Linked DNA regions of Mus musculus: regions 2, 3 and 4 are each linked to region 1. Evidence: chromatin contacts called from public HiChIP or PLAC-seq, Micro-C and promoter capture Hi-C data. All regions are on one chromosome and are shown on one strand. The core of a region is the stretch at or near the end of the contact, and the rest is flanking DNA. Distances in the headings are between cores, read along the strand shown. Region 1 holds the start of Ptprg (protein tyrosine phosphatase, receptor type, G). Region 2 overlaps Fhit (fragile histidine triad gene). Region 3 overlaps Fhit (fragile histidine triad gene). Region 4 holds the start of Cadps (Ca2+-dependent secretion activator).

The links. Promoter capture Hi-C pulls out the DNA fragments that hold promoters and counts their contacts. A called contact is a pair of places that touch in the nucleus more often than the background predicts. HiChIP or PLAC-seq counts read pairs in DNA pulled down with a chosen protein or histone mark.
Region 2: a contact with region 1 is called in an H3K4me3 HiChIP or PLAC-seq map of forebrain, with 7 times the contacts expected there. The contact joins the enhancer-like site here to the promoter of Ptprg in region 1. A contact is called at or near these places in 2 of 39 promoter capture datasets (hippocampal neurons and second pharyngeal arch cranial neural crest) and 6 of 115 datasets of contacts at active chromatin or transcription factors (astrocytes, embryonic forebrain, embryonic hindbrain and 3 more).
Region 3: a contact with region 1 is called in a promoter capture Hi-C map of liver, with 6 times the contacts expected there. The contact joins the enhancer-like site here to the promoter of Ptprg in region 1. A contact is called at or near these places in 4 of 39 promoter capture datasets (cranial neural crest, hippocampal neurons, liver and 1 more) and 3 of 115 datasets of contacts at active chromatin or transcription factors (astrocytes, embryonic forebrain and embryonic limb bud).
Region 4: a Micro-C map of embryonic stem cells shows a contact between it and region 1, with 11 times the contacts expected there. The contact joins the promoter of Cadps here to the promoter of Ptprg in region 1. A contact is called at or near these places in 1 of 39 promoter capture datasets (embryonic stem cells) and 1 of 484 Hi-C or Micro-C datasets (embryonic stem cells).

What each region holds. Positions count from the first base shown.
Region 1 is chr14:11,552,208-11,555,697 of GRCm38.p6, reverse strand. Ptprg (protein tyrosine phosphatase, receptor type, G) reads right to left here and starts at 2,145. Exons shown (of 30, transcript NM_008981.3): 1 at 1,366-2,145. The coding sequence starts at 1,450.
Region 2 is chr14:9,640,798-9,644,035 of GRCm38.p6, reverse strand. The region is part of intron 5 of Fhit (fragile histidine triad gene); the gene reads left to right. Among named protein-coding and RNA genes, the nearest start is that of Gm41096, 110 kb to the right of the region's middle. Within about 2 kb of position 1,710, at least 6 of the 459 cell types and tissues checked have an H3K27ac peak or open chromatin away from gene starts, as enhancers often do. A contact at or near this core is called in forebrain, where this site is marked.
Region 3 is chr14:9,587,076-9,590,443 of GRCm38.p6, reverse strand. The region is part of intron 5 of Fhit (fragile histidine triad gene); the gene reads left to right. Among named protein-coding and RNA genes, the nearest start is that of Gm41096, 59 kb to the right of the region's middle. Within about 2 kb of position 1,618, at least 2 of the 459 cell types and tissues checked have an H3K27ac peak or open chromatin away from gene starts, as enhancers often do. A contact at or near this core is called in liver, where this site is marked.
Region 4 is chr14:12,821,692-12,825,122 of GRCm38.p6, reverse strand. Cadps (Ca2+-dependent secretion activator) reads left to right here and starts at 2,044. Exons shown (of 31, transcript NM_001042617.1): 1 at 2,044-2,819. The coding sequence starts at 2,385.

The sequences.
Region 1 (3,490 bases), core at 896-3,395:
GGTTGGGGGTACCCGCTGTACCAAAACCCCGCGCTGTGGCAGCCAGAACACAGGCTGCTATTAACCAAGGAAAACCGAAACATTGTGGCACGTTTCTTATTTCTTGATTAGAATAACCGCCGCCTCCAAATATTCCAGAACAGGCAGATGAGAAAGCAGAAAAACCGGGTGTTCTGTCCTTAAGAGATCGAGGAAAGAAAAGCAAATCGCGCCCTCTCCCACCTCTTTCCCTGAGCCAGGAAAGAGGACGTGGCCTTCACCCACTGGGAAGGAGCTGGGCAGCTTGAGCTGCAGCCCTCCGACTCTGCAAGAGAAGAGGAAGGCGGCTGGCCTCTGCCCTCACCGAGGGGGGAGGGTGTGGGCTGAAGGCTGGAAGTGGAGGGTCGGCGAGCTGCACACTGGTACGTGCAGTGATTTAGGATTGTCGAGTGGCCAATATTGTTCCAGCTTTAACCTGGCTAGAAAATAAGCGGGTCTGGGTCTGGATCTGGCAGGCACATTCAGCCTGCAAAAGGGCAAAGATGAAAGTAGGGAGGGCACGCCAGACAGCCAAAAAATCTGCCCGGACGCCAGAAGCTACCCAGCTGTCGACCCGCGCCCTGAACTTGGACCCAAAAGAAAGATACAGAAAGGGACCGTGAGCCCAGTGAAGCAGGGGTCTAGCGAAAAACTCCCTGCTCACTGCTTCCTGCTCTCCCGAGGCTCCCAGGCCCCCCGCGTCTAGGGAGCTGCCTCCCGCTTGCACTGAGGCGTAGCCCGCACCTCAGCCGGGAGCAAGGCTGAAAGGAGGCGGCCCGGCGACTACAACGCGGGCTGCTCCCCACATCCTGACTTCTCTGCAGCCAGCCTCCGCCTTCCATCCCCAAACGCCGCCCTCCCCCCTACAAAGGGTCGGAGGGATGCAAAGTGAGCCACGATTATGAGCTCCTTCTATCCCCGCAGAAGCAACGGGAGCACCCCATATTACTCAAACCAACAGAGCATCCTTCCCACAGCCAATCTCCCCAGACATCCTATCGTGCAACTATAGCCCTCCGGATCAGCTCCGGATCAGCAAAGCAAGTCGCCTTCCCCCGCCCTCCCATACTCCAGATGCTTCAAGCTTCCCAAGCCACAGTCAGAGCACATCTCTGAGTCCCCAACCCTCCCTTCCAGCCCGCCACTGCTTCTGCCCTCTCTGACCATCAGCCTCCTAGAACACTGCCGGAGCCAATGAAGCAGAGCTCTCTTTCCTCCTCGGTAGCCCGGCCCCCCTTCACCCTCTCCGCGGTCCCTAGACTGGCGCCCAAGCTCCGCGCCCCGGCGACAACTCCGCATACCCCGCGCGCCGGCCAGAGACGCGTCCCATCGGCGGCCCTCACTCACCCGGGAAGCACACCACATAATGAAGCACAGAACTGGTGATTTTCAGGAACAAAATCCACCAACACGGTTCCAGTAACCTCCGCATGTCCGAAAACGCACATCGAAAAGAGAAAGGCAGGGGGGGTAAACTTGTTGAATAAGTTCTTGCTTCCGAGCGAGGCTCCGCTAAGCCTGGAGGCTTTCACGGCTCGCCCGCCACACGGGGCCCCCCACACTCGGCCACCGGTCCCGCTGGAATCCGGGAAGCTGCCAAGCGCTCCCGAGAAAACCTCAAAAAGTGACCGGGAATGCAAAGCCAAGCTAGGGACGATCCTCTCGGAGGAGAAGGGCTGCTTTCCGCTCAGACACGATCCAGCCGACAGGCAGGGCGAGGAGAAGACGCACGGCGGCAGAGCCCGGGGCCCGGAGCAGGCAGGGACCGCGGGTGGCGGTGGCTAGCAGCGGAAGAGCCCCAAGTTGAGTCGGCAGCGCAGCGCAGCCCGAGAACCAGCGGGCGACGGCGGGGCTGTGCGCGGCGCGGCGGCTCCGGGCTTCAGGCGGGCAGCTCCTTCCAGGGCCCCGGCAAGGAAGGAGGCATGTCTGCGAGCCTGGAAAGGGAGGGAAGCGGCGGGGCGGAGCGCAGAGCCCCCCAAAACACAAACGGCCAGTGGAGCGCAGGGAAACACAAAGGATCTCAGAGGGGCGCCGGGGCGAGGGCGCCTTCAGTCCATGCTCCTGAAAGTTGTGGCTCCGGCGCAGGCTGGGGAGGAACCGAGAGCGCGGGGCTGGAAACTGGCCATGCCTCCATACAGGAAGTAACATGTGAGCATGGATCCTGGCAGAGACTTTAAAGCCGGCGAGCGGGCGAGCGAGCGAGCTGGGGGCGCGCGGCGGCGGGGGCGCGCAAGCACGGGCGCGCGGTGACGCGCATCCCCGAGCTGCCGCCGGCGGGGGCGCGCGTCTCTTAAAGCGGCCGTGCTGGGCTCCGGCTTCCAAGGACTTGCACTACTCTCCTCTCCAGGCGTGCCTAGGGCTATGGGTGTGCGTTTAGGGGAGCTGGTAACCCTGAAGACAGGGAAGAGACCAGCTGCCATCCAGGGTCGGCATGGCTTTGCTCCATTTTCGAGTTCTTAAAGACGAAGTACGGATTCGGAGAGATCCCTGACCTCGTTCATGGATCCGGAACTTGGGGGAGGGGGAAAGGGTGGTCTGGTTGGAATCTGGGGGAGAGGAAAGGACCAGCAGCTACATTTTCATGGAGAGGGGACTTCCGTAAGGCCTCACCACCTGGACGGTGTCTTGACGGGGTGCACCTCCAGCGTCCCTCTCCTGCTGCGTTCCCGGGCTAAGAGACAAAGCCCAGCGGCCTTTGCACTCAGGTTTCATTGAGGTTTTTTTGTTGTTGTTGTTTCCCCTTCCCCCTTTCCGAGCTTCCATTGTTCGAATCTACCTCTGGGAGATAGGGAAAGGGACGGGAGTCCATCCCAGGCTAGCAAAATCCAGCTCCAGGCCCACATCGGCTTTTCCCAAACCACGAAGGTCTGTCGTGGACTTTTCCCCAAACTACGAAGGTCTGTCGCGGAGTTTTCCCAACCCCCGGATTCGGGAAGAAGGTGGCTGCAACTTGGCCTGGTTAGGCAGAGGGCAAATGAAGTGCGCCTCTCACCCGGGGCAGGGGAAAGCAGCACCCCGGGGCAGGACTGGTTTCCCGCAGCCGTCCTAGGAGACACGGCTTAAGTAAACTACAGGGAGAGGCATCCGGGGGAAATGCAAGGGCTAGGTTTATCTGTAATGAGTTTTGTCCCTTGGCTCTCACAGAGATCTTTATCGCTTGGGCTTTTCAGCAACCTATTTTTTCCTCCTACGTTGGTGCTAAAAGAGGGGAGGCAGGTTTTGGTTTGGGTTTTTTTTTTCCATCAAATTTGTAATTGAGCCAACGTAATTAGCCATTTGTATTTTTTTCATAGTTGTTCTGCCACTCTATGAAAAGGATATGGACATATTTTTAAAGTGTCCCCTTGCCGTTTCATCGCAACGCGGCACTGTCCCACACCCACCCAAACATCTCAACCGGATGTTCTTTCGGTTTTCAAATACTATACAGATGCTCTGAGAGTCTGTGGCATTGTTTAGGAAAGCAGTCTCG
Region 2 (3,238 bases), core at 461-2,960, 1.9 Mb after region 1:
GCTTACTTCTTGCTTCCCTGTAAGGTGAGGTCTGGCATCCTTTGCCTCTGTCCTGGGTCAAATGATTTTGAAAGCAGAGGGGAGCCTCAGAGGAGATCCCGCTTAGATGCACCAACATCACTGGCTTATGGAGCTTCGAGATTCTCTGACTCAGAGCACCAGCCAGTACATTGTCAGGTGTGCAACCGCAGTATGACTGGCTTCTACCCACTGGTGGAATCCCACCTACCAGACTCCCACTCCCAATTGCGACAATAAAAAACATACGAACAATTCATATGTCCTTAGGGACAGAGTCTCAGGGGAATTTACCAGAGTGCATTCACTAAGACTCTCCCGTCACACAAGTGCCTGAGGCTGTGGTCATTCAGAATCTTAGATTATCGCTTTCAGTCACAGCTGTCCACAGGGCCAAAGACATTTTGCTTTTCAATCAGGTCAGGGATAGTAGCATAAGGATTCAAAAGTAGATATCACAGTGGCAATAGTGTGCCATTAAAACCAGTCCTGGTGATCTGCTTTGCAATGTCCCCAAGCTGCTGTGTAGTTGTCCCCATGTGCAAATGGCCATTTCCTTCTCACCATATTCATGGTGGCTAGTGCTGTGGGCAACCACTGTTGTCCTGACTTTTTGATGACTCTAGTGAATGACCAAGACCTTTTCCTCCCTACCCTCCCTCCCTCCCTCCCTCCCTCCCTCCCTCCCTCCCTCCTTTCTTTCTTTCTTTGTTTTTCTCTCTCTTCTTTTTCTTAACCAGAAAATAGTATGGTACCCAAGGAAAACTATTCTCACAATTGTCAAAAGTCTGAAAACAAGTCACCGAAGTTTTTCTTAATAATCAACATAGGATTGGTTTTAAAAAAATACACTTTTAATTTTGTCTGCATACAGGATGCCCCATGCTGTCTGAAATAAATGAGAAAAAATGGATAGAATAAACATGGAGCTCTCTGGAAAGTCACTTGGTCTAACACAGGCAGAGACCAGTCTGGCTTGTGATCTGCCTCCTTTCCGTTCGTAAATAGAATCAACAAGAGCAGTTATATCACAGCCACAAGGTATTTGGTATTCTCAGGGTAGATTGAATGGGACATAAGGGGAGCAGTGTCCTTACGGTTGTCCAGGCTGTGTGACAGCTGACGGGACATAGCCCACACCTCAGGGAGAGCATGAGATGGATTGGTTATTGGAGAAGCAGACTGGAGTGTATGTGCTGACGTCATCTAGTGATAACAGTCCCACTTTTCCTGTGTACAATCACACTCTGGCCTGATAGCAGATCATGGTAAGTAGGAGTCCTTTCTAGTATTGCACTTTGAAGAGGCCTGTTTTAAATAAACCAGCCAAACCGTGGGTTCAGGAATCAGCAAGCAAAGAGCCTGCTTGGCTCACAACCTGTGTAAGACTTATTAATTCAGAGAGTAGAAAGCCTACATGTGCTAATTACCAAAACTACTAATTAGCTTTAATTATAAGCTTGGAAGGAAGTTTAAGTGTGTTGCATTTGATAGGACTGTTGACCTTTTCAGTGTATTTTGGGGGAGGGTTGAGAAGCAGAAAGAAGGTGTTATGAAATTCATCAGAGAGCAATTAATTTAGGTCTTCTGATGAATGTGCTATAAATTAACACATCTGTGCACATCAGTCCATAAGGGTGCTTTAATAGAGTCTTCCCAGTACCAACTCCCAGTGCCTCATCCGGCCAAAAAGAGATTCTCATTTCCTACGTAAAATCTTATTCTGCTACTGTTGCTAAGCAAAGTGACAGGCTGGGCACAGCTCGATGGATGCTTTTATATGTAAATCATAGCTCAGACAAGAGCAGACTTTGACTGATTCTGGAGGGTCACTGAGAGAACCTGTCCTTGCAGACATTTGATGAGATGCTTAGAAATCTATTTCATGCCAAGGTCTGGCAATACTGTCCTGTCAGCCTCTCATCCTGTCATAGTTTCAGTGTCCCTGAGCCTTCCTGGCCAGAGGTTTGAGACATCCCTTTCATGTGGCAGGGATGCTCCATACTGTCTTCTTGCAGCAAGACAGCTTCACGTCTGATATTCCCAGGAACACAAATGACAGGTTTCTAGGATGGGCTTCATAGCCTCTGCATCACTAATGACACCCTTGCTTCCAAAAGCATGTCACAAGCTCATAAATGACATCTGAAGCCAGAGCTAACCAGGCAGCTTGTGGTTGCCTGCTGGAACTGCTGAACTCTGAGCCCCTTTCCTCTAGATCTGAAGGATCTTTGGTTTGGTTCGAATCTCTAGGAACTGACATATGCCCTAGTAACGACCAGAGGGATCTCATATAATATAATAAAAAACCATGATCAACATGGAATAATCTCTGCTTAGCCAGCACACACTTGCCTACAAGACAAGGGGTTAGCTCTGGCAAAGGAGTGGGGAAACAGAGTAAAAAGTTTTGTGGGCTCAGAGATGAGATCCCTAAGAAGGGAGTCATAAAGACAAGTAAAAAGATCTGCCTTCTTCTCATTCTGAAAACAAGGCAAACAAAAGAGCCTGTAGGACATCCTGCCCTAGATACAACCCCTTCTTATTAAGTCAGGGTAGTCACACTGCCCTAGATACAACCCCTTCTTATTAAGTCAGGGTAGTTACACTGCCCTAGATACAACCCCTTCTTCTTAAGTCAGGGTAGTTACACTGCTCTAGATACAACCCCTTCTTCTTAAGTCAGGGTAGTTACACTGCCCTAGATACAACCCCTTCTTATTAAGTCAGGGTAGTTAGAGTGCCCTAGATGCAAACCCTTCTTATTAAGTCAGGGTAGTCACACTTCCCCAGATGCAAGCCCTTTTTATTGAGTCAGGGTAATCAAACTGCCCCAGATGCAAGCCCTTTTTATTGAGTCAGGGTAATCACACTGCCCCAGATGCAAGCCCTTACTAAGTCAGGGTAGTCACACTGCCCCGGATGCAAGCCCTTACTAAGTCAGGGTAGTCACACTGCCCCGGATGCAAGCCCTTCCTATTAAGTCAGGGTAATCAGAGTGCTGGCTAAACTTTTGTTCAGATGTTGAACTCCAGTGGTGATGAAATTTCATGATAAGAATTCATGTTTCCCAACTTTAAAACAGGATGGTATGATTGGATGAGAGCAAGAACCAAATGGAGTAAGCTGTAGGAATTTATCCTCTCCCAGGTCCACAGGCTGTGAATGTTAGGTCCAGCTGTCATTAGAGTTTGATGTTAATAAAGGTTCATGAAAGTTC
Region 3 (3,368 bases), core at 369-2,868, 2.0 Mb after region 1:
GATGCACCATCCCCTGACCTTCACATACTTCTTTTCATTATTTTTGATTTCCAAGTTGAAAGCTAGAAGCAGGATACTCCTATTATATTTAACTGAGGGTCTTTTTAAAACAGAAAAGCAATTTAGAACTTCAGACATGTGAATCAATTTCTGTAGTTGCTTATATCCCCAGACCTTGTTTTGCCTCTCTGTATGGTGAGGAAATTGAATAAGATGCTATATATCTGTGATTCTCAACCTGTGGTCTATGACCCTTTTGGGGTCATATATCAGATATCCTGCAGATCAGACATTTACATCGCTATCCTTTAACAGTAGCAACATTTTACTTATGAAGAAGCAATGAAATAATTTTATGGTTGTGTGGTCACCACAACATGAGGAACTTTACGAAAGGGTCACAGCGCCAGGAAGGCTGAGAACCATTACTATATATGAAAATGCTTCATTGGGCATAGTCAGATGTTAAATGCATCTGTGTTATTCATGTGGTTAAATGCATTTGCTGTATAGTTATGAGGGCTGGAGGTCAAACTTTAGCACCCAACAACAAATATACCTGTAATGCCAGATACCAGGGATACAGGGATAGGAAGTTCACTGGGGTTCTGCACCTCCTAGCCTAGCTGAGAAAACATAGATCCCAGGTTCAGAGAAAGACCTTACCATAAAGAAATAGGTAGAGAGTGATACAGGATAGTGCATGGTTACTCTTTCCTCTAGACATTACATATTGCCATCTTAGGCTTTACCTCTGGTAGCCATGGCAACAAGAGCAGAACAACAGAATGGTAGCAATGCCTACTGTAACAGTATTGGAGCTATTGACACTTCTTGATAGATGAAGGAGGGAGATCTTTTCTGAGATCCCAGATGCTACTCTTCCACCCTTTCCCTCGCTGCAAGCTCTTTGCTGGTGCCCAAGTAAACAAAAAGGAAAGGGTTAATTAAAAGTGGGACCCAGTGGTATAACTTCCATGAGGTTTCCAACCATGATAGGGTAAGATTGGGATGCTACAGCTTTTCCAGTGTTATCCACACGCCTGTGACCTTTCATGTGATCTCTGTTAACAAACTCAATAAAGCCACTGGTCTTACCAAGTTGGACTCTGGTCTAATTGAACTTTGGTCTGCTTGTTAGTTACCATGTGGAGTAAGTGGACATTTGCTTGCATGCCTAAGGAAAAGGTGACACAGCAAAGGAGAGCATCTGACACACTTATAGTCTCTGTACATATAGCTGCACACATGTGTGCAGATCCTTATATAGATGCATACATGCTTTATTTAGGCAACTAATTCATTTAAAAGTGCTTCACTAGCGATATTTCACTCTATCATGAATGCTTAGAAAATGTTAGGTATTGTTAAAAAAAAAACCCAGCAGAATATAGAAGCACCATGCTATAGTTCAAACACATAGTATAAGGTGATATCTCTCTACCTTTACTTCATCATCTGAAAAGGAAGATTTAAGCACCATGGGGCAGTTAGTTCAAACTGGAGGCTGGAGACTTGACACAAGCCAGGGTCATGTGAGAAGAGGTGAACCTTAGTTGAGAAAATGTTTCCAATAAACTGACCTGTAGTCAACTCTGTTTTCTTGATTAATGACTGATGCGGCAAGGCTTGGCCTGGTGTGGTGTGGGTGATGTCACCCTGGAACACATGGTTTTGGGTGGCCCAAGAGTAAACTGGGTGAATCCTGGGGGAAAGCCATTACAAAGCATTCGACCATGGTCTCTGCTTTAGTTCCTGTCAACAGGTTCCTGTCCTGCCTGTGTTTCTTCTGATGATGGACAGTTATCTGAAAGCCACCTAAGCCCTTTCCTCTCCACATTGCTTTGGTCATGTTGTTTTATGACAGTAAGAGAAACCCCAAACCATCTTTCTTGTAGCAGCACAGTGGATCTGGCACCCAGCACAGTAGCAGGTATAAAGCAGGTGCTCTATTAATTGCAATAAAAAAAGAACAACATAGTCATGCCATATTATTCTGGAGCAAGCGACAACCCTTTGATGTTCACTTCTCTAGAGAAAGGACTCAGAACCGGACCAAGGACACTTCTCCCTTAGCCAGAACAGCAGGCCATTTTCCATAGAGCACCATTTACTGCTGGTGATTTTGCTGCCTTTTGGCTGAAAGACCCAGTCCTGCATTTAACTTCTTTTGTAAGTAGATGGGTTGTCTGTGCACTCAAAGGCCAAACTAACCATTTGCCAAGTGAAAGGACAGTTAATCACTGGGCTTTTTTTGCCTCTGGAATGCCAAAAATCAGTTTGCCCAACCTGAGAATATTTGATTTTGGCATCAGGTTAGCCACAATCTGATAACCAATTAGGAGTACTTGCAGATTTGGACTAACACTTTGGCTACCAGGCTTCTGTCTAATGTCGATGAACTGGAATCCATTATTGCTGATGTCAAAATAGCTTGGCAATGAATTGCTCTTTCAATACCCTGTGCCTGTTTTCTATGCAAATAGCGATCAGATTTACGGAACCTTCAGAGTACAGTCTTAGTTTAGAAATCAACGTAAACAAGTGGACTCAAAGGTTATCAAATGTGTAAAGTGCATGAAATTATTTTGTGATTGCAGCGTGTTATTAACATCTAGACTAGGGGTCCTCTGCTTCAGAAATAGGACCTAAAGCAAAATTGTAGAACAGAGAGCATGGTGGTGAATATCTCACAGACATAAAACTTTTATGACAGAGAAGTTTTTATTAAGGACAGCGCCCTGTGTGGAGTGTTCTATTCAAAATAGAAGTCATGGAACATTTAGAAAAGGGACAATGGATTCCAGGTGTCTAAGCCAAGACTGACCTGCAGAGTTGTCACCGCGACAAAGAATGTATGTGTACTACATCCCATGGAGGTTCTTGTAATGGGAACAGATTTTTGTCCTGAAGCCTTACACTCTCTCCTGGGGCCCATAAACGCTCACTTTTGGTTCCCTTCAGAGTCTGTTCTGTAGTCTACTAACTTTTTAATCACTAGTGGGTACCTGTAATCCCATGCCTAAAAGAAAAATATATTTGTAGATGTTCTACATCTAAGCAAATAATAATTCCAAAGTTCTAATCTTTTTTTTCCTCAAACATTGTGTTATCCTCCACCCTGCCTCTCATGAGCACAGCTCTGTATTCCTTTTGTAATTTTAATATAGTTTCAGGCATATTTATTTTTAACTTCATACAAAATAAGGATCATGTTGTATCTTTTCTTTGAAGAACTATTAATATTTCCTAAATGTTATGTTAAGATTTGTCTGTATAGGTTATATGTCACTATCAGATATTTGGTTTGCTAACTTTATAATACTTTATATTAATATTCTATATATTTGAATATATCACACTCTTTA
Region 4 (3,431 bases), core at 795-3,294, 1.3 Mb before region 1:
ATCACTGTCTTCACTGTGTAATAATTAAATGTACAAACTGTTACAGGGAACATATTTGATCAATTAATGATCTCTGTCTGGTCTTAGCACACTTTCCTCAAATTAGTTCCTTCTCCCTAAACAACCTCTTTATATGCTAAGCGCAGTCTCTCTGTATGGTCAAATGCATTATAATCCAGCTTTCTTTGTCCTCTTCACTCACCCATAGGGGAGCTCTACAAAGCTCTGTACTTTTCTTCCTGTGTCCTGTCATTACATCTCTCTGAGTCACCACTTCAACCTACAATATCCATTCCCCATGTTCCCTCTTGAAAGTTTCATTCTCTTATTTGATAATATAGTTCACTATATCCCAATTTGCTTTATTCATGAGAACCTTTTTCCATTTACAAACCTAGATTTGTTGACATTATGTTCGAAATAAACGTGCCGCACTTCTTTGTGTCTCCCAAAGGAGAATATACTCTTGTGAGAATCTTCTGAATGTTCCATGTCCAGAAGCACTTAGAGCAGTTCATTAACAAAAAAAAAAAAAAACAACCAAAAACCAAAAACCAAAAAACAAAAAAAAAACCAAAACAACAACAACAACAACAAAAAGCTTACTAACAGCTGTTGATCCACTGACTGGATTACCATAGTTTTCTGCTCCAGACAAACTGGTAAACATGTTTTATTTCCTCAGAAGAGTTTAATAGAACTGGTAGACTGTCAAAGTTTTCACACTGTTCAATTTTAAAATGTTAAATGAATTTTAAAAAGTGGGCCATTAAAAAATAAAGGCCATAAAAGCTTTATCTTTTATGTATGATAAAAACCAAATACTAGCAGTGAATATATTACTTAATTCAAAAAATGAAGAGAAATTTTTGGAGTGAAGTACAGATACATTTTGCTTTGAGTTCATTCACATATTTAATCAGGTTTACCAGAAAGCTTATAGTAAAACTCGTGGTAGATTGTAAAACACAGAACAACAGTTGTTATTTAAAATTTAAAGTCATGCTACTCATTTATAAAAAGCAGCTGATAAGGGAATTAGAAAATATGCGAGCATACAAGCTGAAGACTAGGTCTTTAACTGGTTTTCTGATGCATCTAAATTCTCTGGTTAGGTTCAGCACGCTGGCCAGCTCCCCCGTGCCTTCTGGTCCCTGTTGGCTTAAGAAAGGAAGGATTCCAGAATAAAGGCATCATCTGTATTAATAATGACATCATTTATATTAATAATGACAATTCCACAACTCAAAGTAAAGACAGTGTAACAGAGACAGTAAATTCGAAATTGCTGCTGCCGAGTTTGGGGGGTGTCTGATTTGGTGTGTGTGGTTCCTGTTCCTTCCCTCAGATCTTCATGGAGGAAGGAAGGGCTGAACAGCCAGAAACCTGGCAAGGTTCAGCAGAAAATACACGGACTTCTAGAGACTGAAAAAAGCTTCACTGACTTGGAGTTGGGGACGTTTGATTTCTACTTAAATAGCCGAACTTCATGATCCATACATTAATTCACTCTGATTTGATGCATTTGTATTTTACAGTGGTATTGATTGTTGGAATAGAGGTTTACACAGATGGAAAAAAAAAAAAAAACACACACTGCCTCCCCTTCCCACTGCTCCCTCCCAGCCACCACACCCCAGTTGAGAAGTCTGAAGGTAACATCTCACTGAATTCCTCTTTCTGTGACCTTTGGACGCCTGCAGAAAGCCTGGTTTTTGCTGGTCAGAAGCTACCATTGGCTTCTTTATTTTCCCTCCCCACCCCTGGAGGGAAAAAAAAAAACTTTTTGTCCCCGGGAGGGGAAAAGAGGACGAGGTAAAGAGAAGTGGTCTAAATAGGACAGGGGGCAAGGAAGACTGGGGGGCATGAGGGTCAAAAGTAGTGAAGCTCTTTTGGGGCGCACCGCACTTCCCCCCTCTAGGCCTTTGCAGTCGCCCTCTCCGCCGCGGACACTGGAGAGTTAAGCCAATAAACACGTAAGCGCCGCTCGCTCCCCAATCGGCAAGATGCCTCTCCTGCTCTTGGCTGCATCGACAGCTTGCAACACTCGGCATCTTTTCTGGAGGCGCCTTCTTCAGCGGCTGCAGATGGCATCCGGCTGCGGGCTCCGGGCTCGCAATTGATTCTCGCCCTTGCCCACCTCGGGTGCACACACGCACCTCTCCCTTCTCCTCCTCCCCTCGCGCTCCTGGGTCTGCGCTCAGCTCGCGCTCGCCGGGCGGAGGAAGCAGTCGCGGCGGCCGAAGCTGAGCAGCAGCGCTCGCTCTCCCTGACCTAGGAAGAAGCGCCTACCCGGACAGCCGACCCTTGGCTGCCTCCAGCGCCCCCCACCTTTTGCACCCCAAGGCGGGGGCTCCGGGGACCCCCCTCTCCCAGGCGCTACCATGCTGGACCCTTCGTCCAGCGAAGAGGAGTCAGATGAGATCCTGGAAGAGGAGAGGGGCAAGGATGTGCTGGGCTCGGCCGCGTCTGGAGCGCGCCTGTCTCCCAGCCGCACCAGCGAGGGCTCGGCAGGCAGCGCCGGGATGGGGGGCAGTGGCGCCGGGGCCGGGGTGGGCGCCGGCGGCGGTGGGGGTAGCGGCGCGAGCAGCGGCGGCGGGGCCGGGGGGCTGCAGCCCAGCAGCCGCGCCGGCGGCGGCCGGCCTTCCAGCCCTAGCCCGTCGGTGGTGAGCGAGAAGGAGAAGGAAGAGTTGGAGAGGCTGCAGAAGGAGGAGGAAGAGAGGAAGAAGAGGCTGCAGCTGTACGTGTTCGTGATGCGCTGCATCGCCTACCCCTTCAACGCCAAGCAGCCCACCGACATGGCTCGGCGGCAGCAGAAGGTAGGTGCGCCGCGAGGCCGGGGAGCGGCGCCTTATTGTCGCCCGGCAAGCGGGCGGGGCGAACAATAGGAACCCGCGGCGCAGCTGGCTAGGAGGAGCTGGGGAAGGTGAAGACCGCGCCCTGGGATTAGGGGCCCCGTCTTGCCACCGCCCAGCTTGACTCGGGAGATGTCCCTGGGATGTGACAGGGGCCTACGGCACAGGGCTGCGCGCACGGGCCTCCCTGTGGGGGGAGCCAGGCGGGAAAGTCCCGCTCGCTCTGTGACCTAAGTGGCGCGGGAAGTGACTTGCAGCTGGCAGCTCTCACAGAGGCCTTGTCTCTTTCGGAGCTCCCTGCGCTCCCGAGTGGCGGCGGCTGCGTTGCGCTCTGGCCCGCCCTCCGGGGCGTGCACTAGGCGGGCGCAGGCTCCTGGCAGGTCAGGGCGCGGGTGTGGAGCTCTAGCATCGCTGGACTCTTGGGGCAGCGGGCAGCCGCAGGGGCACGCAGGGGAGAAAAAAAAAAAAGCCAGCCCAGGAAGCGAGTTTTCCAGTGACTTAGCCAAGGGCGCCCCCTCCCAACCTGGTCAGCTGATCGCCACCTAGGGTAACCTAGGGGTCGTCCTGCAGCAGCGT